Regions from separate parts of the Bombyx mori genome. Here region 1 is linked to region 2. The links are chromatin contacts, called in public Hi-C maps. All regions are on one chromosome and are shown on one strand. The core of a region is the stretch at or near the end of the contact, and the rest is flanking DNA. Distances in the headings are between cores, read along the strand shown. Region 1 overlaps LOC101742621 (lethal(2) giant larvae protein). Region 2 holds the start of LOC101742621 (lethal(2) giant larvae protein).

What was found. A called contact is a pair of places that touch in the nucleus more often than the background predicts.
Region 1: a contact with region 2 is called in a Hi-C map of whole pupa, with 2.3 times the contacts expected there. The contact joins the enhancer-like site here to the promoter of LOC101742621 in region 2. A contact is called at or near these places in 2 of 7 Hi-C or Micro-C datasets (both in whole pupa).

Annotation. Positions count from the first base shown.
Region 1 is chr17:3,362,166-3,364,871 of ASM3026992v2, reverse strand. LOC101742621 (lethal(2) giant larvae protein) reads right to left here. Exons shown (of 25, transcript XM_062673283.1): 12 at 2,240-2,341; 13 at 1,705-1,809; 14 at 1,218-1,383; 15 at 313-446. Among protein-coding and RNA genes, the nearest start is that of LOC101741334, 17 kb to the left of the region's middle. Within about 2 kb of position 1,356, at least 6 of the 8 cell types and tissues checked have open chromatin away from gene starts, as enhancers often do.
Region 2 is chr17:3,305,449-3,308,148 of ASM3026992v2, reverse strand. It overlaps LOC101742621 (lethal(2) giant larvae protein), which reads right to left and starts at 1,427. Exons shown (of 25, transcript XM_062673283.1): 1 at 1,274-1,427; 2 at 1,114-1,206. The coding sequence starts at 1,276.

The DNA.
Region 1 (2,706 bases), core at 107-2,606, 57 kb before region 2:
TTATGGTTAGTTTATGCAATACTACCATCTATTTACCGCCTTATTTGAATATATACCGATATAAAAACAAAAGACACTAAAACTTAGTGATGATAATGAATAGTTTCTCCATACATCATTTTCCATAAGATAAAAAAAAAAACGATGGTCTTAAACAAAGAGTGATATTTGAGGTGTTGCCGTGGATTCGTCCGTAGGTATGTTATATGAAAATTATATGTATTTAATTGAATGGATTTACAAAGTGACATTTCATTTAAATAAACTAAAGCCCATCATTAAACAGATGTTTCCTGTTGAAGGGAAACTCACTTGTGTGGGCGAGGTGGGATTCGATGTCGTCTGTCGCCGTTGTGAACGTCCTTTACGAAGCCTCCTGAATGACTCTCTCAAGGATTTCTTGAAGGACTTTCTTCTCGATATTGGCGTGTCACCGGATCCGTGATCTGTTCAAAATGTTTACATTAAAGAAGCTTATTAATTAAAAAGACTGATGCGCGTGCAACTTGGTGCACGTGAATTAAGTGACACTTCAACGTACTTTGAGAAATAACATTAGATTAAAAATGAAATTCAAATAGGTGACTCACGAGACGCTGTCTATTTTTTCATTTTTGCTCTTCCTTAATTGTATCTTTTCTCTCTAGCCGTAACGAATCCGTCGCGAGTTAAATTTAATTCTAAACGCGCCTAAAGAAGTTTCATTTCAAAAATGAAACTTTATTTGATACGTTCCCATCAGGGTTTTAATCAGAACAAATATAGAATGCCCTGAACTAGGATGGTAAATACACGTAGGGTCAAGTAGGGTCACTTTTTACTGGTGGTACGGCCACTTGTGAGTCCGCACGGGTAGGTACCACCACCCTGCCTATTTCTGCCGTGAAGCAGTAATGCGTTTCGGTTTGAAGGGTGGGGCAGCCGTTGTAACTATACTGAGACCTTAGAACTCGTATCTTTTATTTATTTTTACTTTATTTGCCCTTGTAGGCAGACGAGCATACGGCGTACCTGATGGTGAGTGGTTACCGTCACCCATGAACTTCAGCAATGCCAGGGGCAGAGCCAAGCCGCTGCCTACCGAAGGTCAAGGTGTGTGGCGGCATTTACGTTGTAGATATCTATGGGTTCCGGTAACCACTTAACACCAGGTGGGCTGTGAGCTCGTCCACCCATCTTAGCAATAAATAAATAAAAACCATAGTACGTGTCCGTACCGTGCGGGTTGAGCGTGCACTTATGCAGCAGCGGCGCGGGCGCCGGGCCCAGCGCGTCCACCAGCGCCAGCCCGTGCGCGGTGCCGGCGCACACCACGCCCCACTCCCACTGCGCGCTCAGTGACGTCACGGCCGCCGGGGGCTGCAGCTGCACCACCGAGGTCGCCTGACGATTCACACAGTCGTATCAATATAATGACGAGCACTGGCTCGCCGACTTACCGCGGCTTCAAAACTATTGTACTGTGCTACTACGGTATCTGTCAACTAATGTACATAATGTTGTACAAAATACGTTTAGTAGTGCCGCATATGTACGCGAACCAATAAACAAACAATATTCGTAAGAATCATTTGTTTATATTTATCTTCTTCTTTAGGTACCACCTTCCTTTCTATTTGATTACTTTTCTTTATTGTACAAACACACCGAATTTTGCTACGTTTTATTTTATGTATACGGTTATAATGAAACATAGAACACAACCTGATATCCCTGCGGGAAGGTGTGCGTGCCGGCCCTCAACGTGAGCTGCCCGTGTCCCTTCCACACGAAGCCGTCTCTGTCTGACACTATATTCACTGACACCGACTGCAAGTAAAAACGAATAAGAATTACCTAATTACTACTTCAATATTGCATGAACTCATCCGAGCACGCGTTTTTTTTATGATTGAGGGATTACTGGTGGCCCGGAGGCCTGTCCAGTTTCATCAGGACGGGTGGGCGAGCAAGGGCTCAGCCAGGAGAGGTGAAATTTGCTAACAGCTGCCCGAGCGCCTCCAAAAGAGACCTAACAACTCAAGGGCAGCTGCTTCGCGAATGAATTACTACCAGATCGCAATCGCGACCCGCTGAGAAGATCCGGCGAGAAACTCAGCGGGCTGATGTTTAGGTTAGGTTGCACGTCGAACTCTTTCTACCATTTTTCCCATTCTACCGTTTAATTATGTAAGTATTACCATTAAACTCACCAAAAAATTATTAGAAATTTGTTTATTAAAAATTATTACATATTTACCTTGACTTCGGTGGTGCTCGGAGAGGTCTTGAGACTGGCTATGACAATATGGCCGGCGGCTCCGCCGATGGTGAGCATTCCAGATAACGGGCACAATATAACCTGGTAAACAAAATTATCAATAATTTGTTTAAGTCAATACAGATATCCAAGCCTTCAAGAGGGATGAGCACAGTCAGACGAACTTGATCTGCAGTAAAAAGTGTAAGGGGAGATCATCTGTGGATGCACTAGCACTATGGGATGATGAGCATACTGGTGGTAGGACCTCTTGTGAGTCCGCACGGGTAGGTATCACTGTTCTGCCTAGTTTCTGCCGTGAAGCAGTAATGCGTTTCGGTTTGAAGGGTGGGGCAGCCGTTGTAACTATACTTGAGACCTTAGAACTTATATCTCAAGGCATTTACGTTGTAGATGTCTATAGGCTCTAGTAACCACTTAACACCAGGTGGGCTGTAAGCTCGTCC
Region 2 (2,700 bases), core at 178-2,677:
TCTAATCACAAAGCAAATACTGTAGGACTTTACTTGATAAGATTAAAGAAAATAAACATTTTGTAATTTAGGCTAACAGTTTGTTATAGTTTCAATAAATCACAAACAGTCCTTGAGTTGGGGCCCATGTCTCTTATGTTGACAATGATGTTGTGTTTCAATTTTAATTTTAGTAAAAAAAAAACTCGACACAATCAACAATTAGCATCTGGTATTTAATGACACCAAGCAATCAGAAGTAAGGTTGGAAATAATTAAAGTTAATAATTAAAGCCATTATTCTGCTGCACTTATAGTAATGTCTATAAGTTGTAATATCCACTTATACTTAGGTAATGAGTCACAGCCTCTCTATAGTATCGTCACTTAAATAAACTTTGAAAATGTATGGTTCATTTTTTTTTAAATGATTTTAAAGTGAACTGATCTCCTTCCATTTTTAATTTTTATATTTATTTCTATTCAATAAAATTGGTTTGCTTAATTTAATATGGTTATTTTCTTTCTGATCGCACAGTTAAAACCATTACTTAAATATCTTTTGATAGGAGGTAAAATATTAATAGCAATACTCAACCAATATCCTTACTTATTCATATTTATGACATTTTCAACTGAATATAATCATTTGGCATTCTTATTTTATCAACTCTTAAGTACGAATTAGAGATGAAATTATTATTTTCAATCACATCTCAAAATAGAAATTAATTATTGGTTTGGTTTACTTATAAAAGCAATTTACTATTTCAAAATTTATTTTTATTAAGTTTTTCAAGGTGTAATAGCCACTCGAGGAAGATTTTAATATGTGACTAATTGTATATGATATAAATGTCACATCATTGCAGTATTGAAAATATTTCTAAGTTATTTTTCATTAACTTAGTCAGTCATTATGATAAGTGTAAGGTTTTATTGCTGTTACATATAAACTTTGATTTCTATATATGTGTTGACTACATTAATATATTAAAAAATATGTTCTAGGATTTTTTTTACTTCATTATCATATAATTCTTGTCTATTATGTTATGTGTGGTCAGCTTTATTCAGTCCAGTTAAACTTTTCAAGTAGCGATAGGGCCTTTTTGTTTGGTCAATTGGACTTACCTTTCGGAATGCAAATAGTTCATTCTGCAACTTCTGCCTCTCAGCAGAGGGCTGCTGGCCCTTGCCGCGTATAAACTTCAACATTCTGCCTGCCTGCAACAGAAGTTACACTTAACCACGGCACACGTAGTAACAACAAATTTTTTGAAGAAACCCCCACCATTATCAATTATTGCATTCTCCGACTGGTAAACACTGGCACCCACACCGGCATCTAAAAGCCGACTGGCAAATGACAATTGCTTTTATGTTTCAACACAGCGATGCGATTACGGTATCCCGCACCCAGATAATAACATGAGACATCAAATCGCTTGATAAATCGTCAGATAAGGAAAACGATAAACGAACTGCTCTGAAAACAAGTAATTTCTGCGTTTTCGACCAAAATCCAGAGCGGCCACTTGAAAACATGACAAGACAACGCCTGTCTGTTGCTGCATTTTCGCTGGGATGCAACGTTTAATAACTTACGTTAGTACTGTTAGTAGTGACTTGTTACCGAAATTGTATATTACGTACCCAGAGACGACAGTTTGAGAAGTTTTAGTTATAAAATCCAAATTTAGATAGATGACAGACAACTCACTAACGGCGTCAGAATTACACACAAACACGAAAAGTCACTTTTTCAAATCAAATCACAAATTCATGGACGCGCGCACACGAAACGCACCCACACTAATGTTCGAATGACGTGAGGCTCAGAGTTACCATTTTAAAATGTTTAATTCCACGGCTTTTTTTAAATTGACAGTGAAAAATATTTGAAATTAGAAACTTTAAAGAACTTGAAAATTTTATACTCTTATCTGTTTTACTTGAGTTATAAAAATAGTAACTAAATAAATATGCCTAACTGTCTTTCCTGAGCATTGGCCATCACCTTAAAGCCTCTACAGGCTCTGTTATTTGTTTTATTTTAGTCACACCACAAGCTATCCACGAAAATTCGTTTGAATTTCGCTTAGTTTCATTTTAGAGGGATCTGATGTTTTACTGGTTTATTACACTATTTTCTTGAATTATAATTATTATTGAAACATCGCATTCTTTTGACAATTTGAAAAATGTTGTTCTAATTTTTTTAATGGATCCAACTTGACGTCTTTTCAAAACATTACCAAAAAGTACAGTATTTTTTGTTTTGCTGGCAATACTATTATTTCGTTTAAAAACGGCATTCCTGTTTGTCAATCCACAAATAATCCGTTTGGAAACAGACGAGGTTTATTTGTAAATCAATGTACAAAATTCAAGAATTTAAAATGATTTGTAAAATAAAAAAATCCAAATATTTTTCTTTTTTGAATCAATATTGCGATCCACATTTTTTGATACATTGGAATAATATATTTAAAAATACCTCTAAAATCTAGTCATTGTCATTAATGTCATTTTTTTTTTTTTTTTTTTTTTTTTTTTTTTTTTTTTTTTTTTTTTTTTTTTTTTTTTTTTTTTTTTTTTTTTTTTTTTTTATTGCTTAGCTGTGTGGACGAGCTCACAGCCCACCTGATGTTAAGTGGTTACTGGAGCCCATAGACATCTACAACGTAAATGCGCCACACACCTTGAGATATAGTTCTA